Linked DNA regions of Cricetulus griseus: region 2 is linked to region 1. A link is a contact called in public Micro-C data. All regions are on one chromosome and are shown on one strand. The core of a region is the stretch at or near the end of the contact, and the rest is flanking DNA. Distances in the headings are between cores, read along the strand shown.

The links. Hi-C and Micro-C count contacts between places; a contact is called where the count stands out from the background.
Region 2: a Micro-C map of the CHO-K1 cell line shows a contact between it and region 1, with 2.5 times the contacts expected there. The contact joins the promoter of Fst here to the enhancer-like site in region 1. A contact is called at or near these places in 2 of 8 Hi-C or Micro-C datasets (both in the CHO-K1 cell line).

The regions. Positions count from the first base shown.
Region 1 is chr2:331,951,464-331,956,164 of CriGri-PICRH-1.0, reverse strand. The region is part of intron 4 of Arl15 (ADP-ribosylation factor-like protein 15); the gene reads right to left. Among named protein-coding and RNA genes, the nearest start is that of Ndufs4, 270 kb to the left of the region's middle. Within about 2 kb of position 2,349, at least 1 of the 6 cell types and tissues checked has open chromatin away from gene starts, as enhancers often do. A contact at or near this core is called in the CHO-K1 cell line, where this site is marked.
Region 2 is chr2:332,299,299-332,303,999 of CriGri-PICRH-1.0, reverse strand. It overlaps Fst (follistatin), which reads left to right and starts at 1,945. Exons shown (of 6, transcript XM_027401433.2): 1 at 1,945-2,544; 2 at 4,473-4,664. The coding sequence starts at 2,460.

The DNA of each region.
Region 1 (4,701 bases), core at 1,100-3,599:
CACAGATATATATATATATAGATGATCCTTCCACACAATGTCACAGCTCCCGACGGCATATACACCATGCACTTTTCATCTTTATCCCTTTACTCCTGTCCCATCTTCTTGGTGTTTCTGATACTTCATTGTGCATCTATAGTGGCCAGGACAAGGGAACAAGAAAATCCTCTGCAGTATTTATAGCAATCATGAAAACTGTCAGCATTCCTGATTGTCTTCTCTGAGAAAAACTTGCAATAGATGCAAAAAAAAAAAAAAAAAAAAAAAAAAAAAAAAAAAAAAAAAAAAAAGCCCTCCTAGGACTCACACCTAACTTGGGAAGCAAGCACTAAGAAAAACATCTCTAACCAAACAACTGCTGCTCCATGACTCAGTATCCCAAAATGCTATCTTCCTCAGTATGCATGTGCTAATTTTCATGGCTCAACTGCTACTTACCCAATAGATCCAGTTAGTAACCTCTTCTCACTCACTCTCCTCTGCCTCCTTTCTTTGAAGTCCCTTCCCTCAAGCACAGATTGCTCACTCATTCCATGTCTGTACAGCCTTTGATTATTTCTCCACCCCCCTACTGGAATAGGAATTTTCCAGAATGAAGGCAGATTTTGGGTCTAATAGAGTTTTTTGCAAAGCATGCCCTCTCATTTTCTTGACTAACCCCACATCTGGAGCAGGAACCATGTGGACCAGATGCTCAGTGAGGGCTTGCTGAACCAACTGCTAACAAAATAAGGTGGAGACTACAGTCTTTTCCCTTTCTTGCCCTTAGTCTTTGGACAAAGATGCTGGAGCACACCAAGCTACAGCAAGATGAGACGTCCTCCAAGACAGGCAGGACTGTCTCTCTATCCACTTTTTGAGAACTTCACTATGTACCTGGCATGGTGCTATGGACAGACACAAACAGGCTTCCAAAGACTTACAAGGCTGCCGGGTCACAAGATGAAAACTCTCAGGTATGTTGCCTATGTAGGAAAAGAGTCAAAGTCACCCCCAGGGTGTGGGATTTACCTATATGAAAAGTTGATCTGATTTACAGATTTATAGATTATGAGAACATAATATAAAAGGACCTTTAAAACCTCAATCTAACTTGTATTATTAAACAATTTTTAACAATATCTACATTGTTCTAGGAAAATCTGTTACTTCTAAGAGCATTTGCTTTTATGACCCAACCAATAAGAGCTTTACATTGCAGCTGCTCCTGTTTGCTTACTTTAGTTGTAGAACTCTAGTAATTGGAAGAAATGTAAAATATGAATCACTATCATACTTAATTCTTTTAAGAATCTGGCCTGTGAAAAGTAATCTCATCTAGGACAACATGCAACATATGCTTTAAATGTCAGTATATGAAGGAAGAAGGATCAACCATTTTGTTCTCAGGTTGGCTTTTGACATGCTGGCTGGCTTTATGTGTTCACCCATTGCTTCCTAATTTGGCTTCTATTCTAAAGTAGAAGTTCTAAAACTCAAAAGACACTCAGAACAGATTTAATTAAGAGAACATTTTAAAATTCAACCTGGCTGTATCTACAGGAAGAACAAAAATATAGAACTGAAAGAGAAACGGAAAATGAGATCCCAGAACACAGAACATTAGATTTTTTTTAAAAAAGAAATTATTAACTAGGTTAGGGACAAGTGACACCTTTTAAGGCATTGGTATTAGTATTAAGCCTGGCCGACAAACATGGGCCTAACCTAGTATTCTGAAAACCAAAGGTAGAGTGTCTTGCTTGGAACAAACATAAGGCTAGAGATGGCAGACAGAGACCCTTTATATATAATTGTACTCAAAGGCTCTTAATGTCCCAAGGAGGCACAAGGCATCACATGGAGACATGGGACAGGCCACCCAGGAAACATCAACTATGCCATCAATTGATCCTTCACTGTAGTCTGGTCTGCACATCAGAGATGTGGCCTACCTTTATCACAAACCACTGAGGCTCAGGAGTCACACTGCTCCATATGAGGCAGTCTATTGTGGGGGGATGTCGGGGGACATTGAGATTCAGTTTGCTCTGGATCCAGTCTCTTAGGGGAAGACAACTGTTTTTTCTTTTCTTTCTGGGGAATAAAAGCACCAGATAGGAAATTTGGTCCCTTTGGAAAAGGACCAGCCATTTGTTCTCTAGAAGGCCCTGAAACCAAGGAGATAAGGGAAAGTGGATCTCTGGAATTGCCTGAGAAAGCCTTTTAGGCCTGACTGTAGCAACTTACTTGAGAGCTGCAACTCATTAAGTGTGTCTCTGATATCACGTCAGATATGAAGATTAGTGGAACATGCCGATAGACTGAATCATCAAAAAGTTCTCTTAGGAATTTCAACATAGAAGATTTGATGGAGAATGACTCCATCGGCTCAAGCCTGTATGGGGAGAGATAAGGTGCACATGCCTTATAGACAAGGGCTTCATTCTTCAGACGGAAGCTCCAACTCAGCTGCCAGTGTGTACTAGGAGTCTGCACTGACTTTGTGCACTGGCCAAACATAAAACCAAGGCTTCTGCCCTCACAGAGCATGGTAATTAAAGAATCCATGTTACTGCCATTCCAGGGGCCTGGCACTAGGGATCAGAACTCTTTTAAAAAACACTAGTAGTTTATTTCCTTCAATCTATTTTGCTCCAGGAGGCAGCACTGTGCCAGGGTCTGGCTTGAGAAGAGCAGCTACGACGAAGCTTCACTGATGCTCAGAAGTGGCTGCACTGTGTCTCAGTCTTGTCTCCAGAAGGATTTAGCAATGTTTGGGTCCCTCACTTGTCAAACTCCTCTGACAGAGGAAGGAAGGGGGCCCTCTTGATCCATATTTTATGAGTATGCCATCAAAACGGAAGCCACATTCCTCAAAACACTCTGGGTAAATAGACATGAGGCAGCAGCATGCTGACACACACTGCAGATCCTGAGCTATCAATCTTTAACTGAAGCTGGAAAGATGCTCTGATTTGCCCATTCTTAGAAATCGCATGGCATATGCCATAAGAACATATGGCCAAGGCATAGCTGAGGCTTCAGCTTGTCCCACTGCCAAGAAAGCTAGACATCAAGTGCCTAACTACTAATGACTCAGGGACTGATGCAGACAAGCCTCCCATGAAAGGGAACTAGAGAAGCCCGAGTTAGAAAAGGTAGACATTTTAAAGGTATCTGGCAGGCAATGTTTGGAAGTATTTACACAAATGTGCAAATGAGTGTGGTGTCGATTTGGTGGAACATGGGAAAGTGATATTTCTAAAATGTAGCAGAATTTCTGCAATTACACTGAGGACGATGGCAAGGCTTTTGAAGCAGGAGCAGGCCAGTACACTCATAAACGCTAAACCCCAGGGATCTGGCTCTGGAGAAACAGCAGTACAAGACATTGGCATCTGGCAAGTGAAATCCAGGAGTTGAATTACCAGGGAGACTGTTGGGGATCCAAACCAGGTGAGATTTATGAAGTATATTTTTTATCTGAGAAGGCAATAGAGTCTATGCATTCATATGGGAGCTTTAATTTGGTGAGACTGACAGTAAACAAACACGCATGCCTTTAGAAGGTCCATTAAACCTTAAAAGTATCAACACAAATTAATGCTCTAATTACAGTTACATTAGCACAAGAAGATGTACAATTAATTGGCTTTCTATGATCTGAACTTCCATTGGGATTTTTTTTTTTTTTTATCTCCGGTTGCTTCTGTTCTCCCTTGAGAAGGAGTACATCACTGATGTATCTCAGAAGCACCAGGTGTGGCGGAATACTTCCTTGGCAACGGTATGGGACATGATACAGCCTCATCACACCTCCTGGTTAGGGCTTTTGTTACAGATCACTATCAGTCTCTCTGCAAACAGGAACCATATTGCAAAGATCAGCAGTCACACAGTTTTCTTTAACAACTTCAAGTACAACATTGTAAGTTTCAGAGGTGTGTGCCAAAGGTGTTATTCAATAGACTGTGTAGTCAATAGCAGAAGCCCTCCCGGTCAGATCTGCCAGGCTTGGAAGAAATTAGGGAAGCCATTATAATGAGTGTGGAGAAGTCTGCAGAACCTCAGGTATTTGCAGTCCTATGCACAAATGTGAGAGTAGCTAGTTGGCGAGAAATTACCTGTTTCTGCCAAGACATCTAGCACTCCAACTGGGTGCAGAACAGCCTGAATCTGCTTACTTTCTAATGAAGGACAGGAAACAAAGTAAAATTAGCACTTTCTACACTAATATGGGGGTGGGAGTGGGAGGCAGAGGTGAAACCAAGCCCGAATGGAGAGGAAGAGAAGGGGAGATGGGAGTAGCATGCTTGTGTGTGCACGTTGAGCAAATAGCTATGTCTCTGAGAGGAAACATTCGAAGCAGGAACAAGTACGGTGTATTTCTCTCCAGTGACATCAGGAAGAGAAAGGGGAATGAAGGGAGCTGATGTTTATCCATGGAACACTGGGTTCTGGAGTTCCCTTGTTGGTGTCATGTCACTCATTCTGGTAGTGACTGGAGAGGAGACACTGGTATTTAGGGTAAATACCTTTGTTCCTCATCTCAGCCTGATCAAGAAAGATAGATGTCTTTTTATCTTCTAACCATGGGATTGTAAACATGTTGACCAATGCCCTTTGTTCCCTAAATGTTTTTAAATAGTAAAATGATAGCTGTCCTTGATGAGGTTCGAAATAAACACAGTAGGGTCTTAAGTCCAGTGAATTTCC
Region 2 (4,701 bases), core at 696-3,195, 350 kb before region 1:
GAGAAAACAAACTTTTCCTCTAGTGTCACATTATAAGCAACTCTGAGTAAAGAAGGAATAATTCAACTTTGAAATTCTGCCATTAATTGGAGCTCCTGCAAGGGGGACAGTTTGCTATTAATTGTTAATGTCGCCTACCATTAGAGGGCACTAAACAACTCCACATTAATGCGTTGGAGGAAAGAAAAAGAGACGAGGAAAGGGGAGGGAGAGTATGGGCAGAGTCCGGGGAGAGGGAGGGGAGACAGAAGCCGGGAAGGGCTGGGAAAGAGAGAAGAGGGAAGTGGGAGGAGGGAGGAAAAGCCAGAAGAGGAAAGAGACAGACAAACAGGCAGACAGACAGAAACAGACAAAATGAATCTGGAAAGATTAAGAAGGATGTGGAGCCCCTAGAGCCGTCTAAAGTGAGCAAAAAGCCGGCTCTCCCGGGCCACCCACTCCCCTCCCCTCTCCTCCCGTCCTCATGACTGTAATTATAAAGCGAAAAGCGGCGGCGAGGTCACCCGTTTTTACCAGCCTGCTGCACCGAATGCGCGCGGTGCAGGTGCGGCGGCCGCGGGGCTTTGTGATTCATGCCCACTTTCAAAGGGGGGCTTGGGCCCGTCTGAGAGGCACCCAAACAACTGTCTTCTAATATTAGCACGGCTGTATTTCGGGATCTATTATAGTCTGTCCAGACAGATCCCATTGTAATGGGATCTTTTATTAAAAGATTAGCACTATCTCCTGCAGTTGGTGGAAAAAAATCTGTTATCACTGAGTTATTTGCAGTTGTGGAGGGGGTGGGAGGAGGGTGATGGAAGATGGGGGTGGGAGGATGAGAGGAGGACCAGAGGAGGGTCGGGGGGGGTAGGGCGGGGGGAGAAAAAAAGGGAGAATTTGAAATCCGTAGAACAAATCCCAATGATCTGAGAATGTCCAAGAATTTTTGTCTGCATAGTTCGCTGTTTGTTGTCTTTCGGGCTTCAGAAGCGAAAAGAATAGAAATTTAAAAGGCAGCTTTGAAATCAACAATATAGCATTTTCCGTGAAGTAATCGTTTTATATAAAAGGAAATATCGCCTCCTCAGTTTCATTCAGCCGTGCCAGAAAATGTTATAAATGAGAAGACCCGCCAACTTTCGGCGAAGAATGCCAGGCATTGCACTCAATAAACTGAGGCTGCATAAGTTCAATATCATGGTGCAATCTTTTTTTTAATATGAGAGAGAGAGAGAGAGAGACAGGGAGAGAGGGAGGGAGGGAAGGAGAGAGGGAGGGAGGGAGACTGAGACTCGGGACAGAAACTGGGGCGTCTCGGAGCGGAGGAGGAGGGGGGCAGACCGCCTACGTCGGCGCCCCCGCTCCGGGCTGCGGCTCCAGACGCTGCGAAGTGAAAGGGGAGAAAAGAAAGGGAGAGGGCGAGACTGCCGGGGGCGACCGGCTCCGAGGTGTTAAACATTTTTGTTTGCCTCTGACTTGTGGAGACCGAGGGCCGCGTCTCGGCAGCGCTCCGCCCGGGTGGAAGGTGTCCGGGGTCGGGGTTCTTAGCAACCACTCCAGTCTGGGGGACTTGGGGGTGGGGGGGAGAGGGCACGGTGGCCGTAAAGTAAGACACGCAAGAGACCCCGGGACACAAAACGTCGCCTGGACCCCGCGCCAAGGCTCAGCGGGGAGGATCCTGAAACTGTTCCCGGGGGCATTTCAGCAGCTCCAGGATCCTGCGGCATTTGAAGAAGTCTCTCTGGAGCCCTGGAGCAAAGGTGCGGGGGACCAACTCCCGGAGTCCCCCTTGCTCCACTGGCCGCCTCTTCCAGCACCCTCACTCACGCGCGCGCGCGCGCGCGCACACACACACACACACACACACTCGCGCATACACACAGTCGCGCGCTCGCGCTCACACACACACACACACACACACACACACACACACACACTCACACTCACACACACTCACACTCGCACGCCACCCCGGGCGCGCCGGCTCCGAGCGGCGGCGTGCAGGACTGAAGTGGATGTTCTCCAACCCCGAAGCGTCGCCCCCAGCCCCCGCCCCTGTGGCCGACCCCTCCCGCTTCTACGCAAATAAGAACTCGGCGATTCCCCTCCTGCCTCTTTGATTTCGGGCACCTCCGACAGATAATTGGGAAGGGTTTCCAGAAGGTGGGAAATGTCACCTGATTCACACTGAACTTTTAAAAGCTCCCCACCCCCAAAGAGCCGGCACACCCTCGGTCGCGGCCGCCCTCCCACAGCCCCACACACTGGGAGACCGCCCACCTCAAACCTTAAGACCCCCGTCTAGATTTAAAGAGCGGCTGCGCCCGGCTTCTGACGTCCATTGAATCGCGCGGGCGGCCGGTGGCGAGCGCGGGGCTGCGCCAGGATCGTTGCGCCCTCCGCCGCTCGCCTCTGCGACGCGCGCCGCTGGTCCGAGCCACCCGCCGCCGCGCTCCTCGCCCTGCGCCTGCCCCAGGATGGTCTGCGCCAGGCACCAGCCCGGCGGGCTCTGCCTCCTGCTGCTGCTACTCTGCCAGTTCATGGAGGACCGCAGCGCCCAGGGTGAGTGGAGCGGGATGCGCCCAGAGGCTCGGCTGGAGCAGGGGTTCTACTTTTCTGCGGTCTCGACTCGGTCTGTTTCTACCGACGCTGCTCTCGGAAGATGTTAGAACCTCTCGGCCACTCCGGGAGAAAGGAGTAGGGGGAAAGGACTGAAGCAGTGACACTTTGGGATAGAGAGCAGAGTTTAGAGTCGGGTTATCCTCAAAAAGGAAAAGGCGTGAGTGGGTGAGCTGGAACCTCAGTAGTTAGGGATAGATGCTCCAAGTTCTGGTCATAATGACTTTAGATGTTATCTCCTCTAGTTGGCTCAGGAGAAGGACGAGCATCCATAATAGCCTGGAGGCTGTAGTCGACCTACTAACGATCTAACCTATCTTCCTTCCATATCTTTTGGTGACTTTTTAAAAAATGACTTGGGGTGGGGGATGGGAAATAACGAATTTTCTTGGGTGGCTGGGGGACGTGGTTTCAGAAACTTTGCCCAAACTTGGAAATGTGGGTACTGAAATTTTTAGAGGGAGGTAGTGTTAGTGGATGCTCCTTCCACTCCTCTCCCTGAGCCCCGCGAGAAAGGAGAAGAAAAAGGACAAGCCAAATTATTAGCCCGAAGCATTTTAAGTACTTTACAGTTTTCTCCACTTTGCCTCATTCATGTCTGCTAACTTTCTGTAAAACAATAAGCAGCCCACGAGCGATTTCAATTCTGACGTGGATTAAAGAGCGAATTTCGGAAATTTATCTTCTAAAATTTTTAAATGATTTATTTTATAACAATTAGTCTCCGGGCAGGATTTTTTTTTTTTAAATAGTGGTGACCATGCAGTTTGCGCTCCAGTTGCTCGAGTCACTTTGGTGATTCATGAGAAGTCTTCTTGTCCAAAGTCCGAACCCATGAAAAGGGCTAGGGGAGAAAACTATTTGCAAAGAGTTCTTGGTAGACATGAGGTAGGTATATGTGACCTGCTGGACACCTCCCCCCTTTAGTACTGCTGCTTTGCTTGTTAGAGCGGTAAAGTTTTGTGTATTGTAAGCTGCCCTCCCGGGCACTGGCCCTAGCCGTCTGCCCGACACTAGGCTGGGCAGCCCGCCTCTCTGATAGGGGCGCTGCCTGGGTGCCGGAACGTGGGCGCCAGGGAAAGCAGCCCTCGGAGATTTCGAAAGATCGCGGTGGCTGCGGCCGTGCTCCGGGCTGGCCGATTGCAAAACGGGCCCGACGGGCGGGTTGCGCCTCGAGGCCGCACAGGGCAAACCCAGGCTGGGCCCGGCTGCTTTCTTTTTTTTTTTTTTTTTTTTTTTTTTTTTTTTTTTTTTTGCTTTCATTTTTTCACAAGTGTCTTTTGCTTGATCTGTTTCTGAAGATTCATATTCATTCTCCCTACTCCCCCTCCCTCCCTCCTTCCCTCCCTTCCACGTCTGCTCTCTCTACTTTCTTAACCCCTGTCACAAATAATTCTCTTACCGCCTACATGAAACCAACATGTAAAAACATCCGTCGCATCCTGTTTTTGTCAGGTTCTTTAATCTGTTCTTCCAGTCGCTGCAGGTTATGAAATGGGACGAATAAAAGTAAACAGTCTAGTAAAAGTCAATGCAAGCTGCACGTGTTGTGTCTGGGTCACTGGTAACTGACATTGATATGGCTAGGGCACTGCGGCTGTGGCTGCTTTAGCCCACCTCCCACCTCGGTATGGGTCTCTCTCTCCTCTCCTCTTCTCTCTCTCTCTCTCTCTCTCTCTCTCTCTCTCTCTCTCTCTCTCTCTCTCTCTCTCTCTCTCTCTCTCTCTCTCTCTCTCTCTCTCTGCCCCCCACCCACTCTCCCTCGATCGTTTGGTTCCCAGACCCATCAGGCCTCTTTGCCGTCTCTAGCCCCCTTCCTTGCCCTACCCCACTGCTTGCTCATTCACCTCCTGATCCCTGTCTCTTCACAGCTGGGAATTGCTGGCTCCGCCAAGCCAAGAATGGCCGCTGCCAGGTCCTGTATAAGACAGAATTGAGCAAAGAGGAGTGCTGCAGCACCGGCCGTCTGAGTACCTCGTGGACCGAGGAGGATGTGAACCACAATACTCTCTTCAAGTGGATGATTTTCAACGGAGGCGCCCCCAACTGCATCCCCTGTAAAGGTGGGCCTTCTCTTCCCTAGGCGGCAGGCCCTCAGTA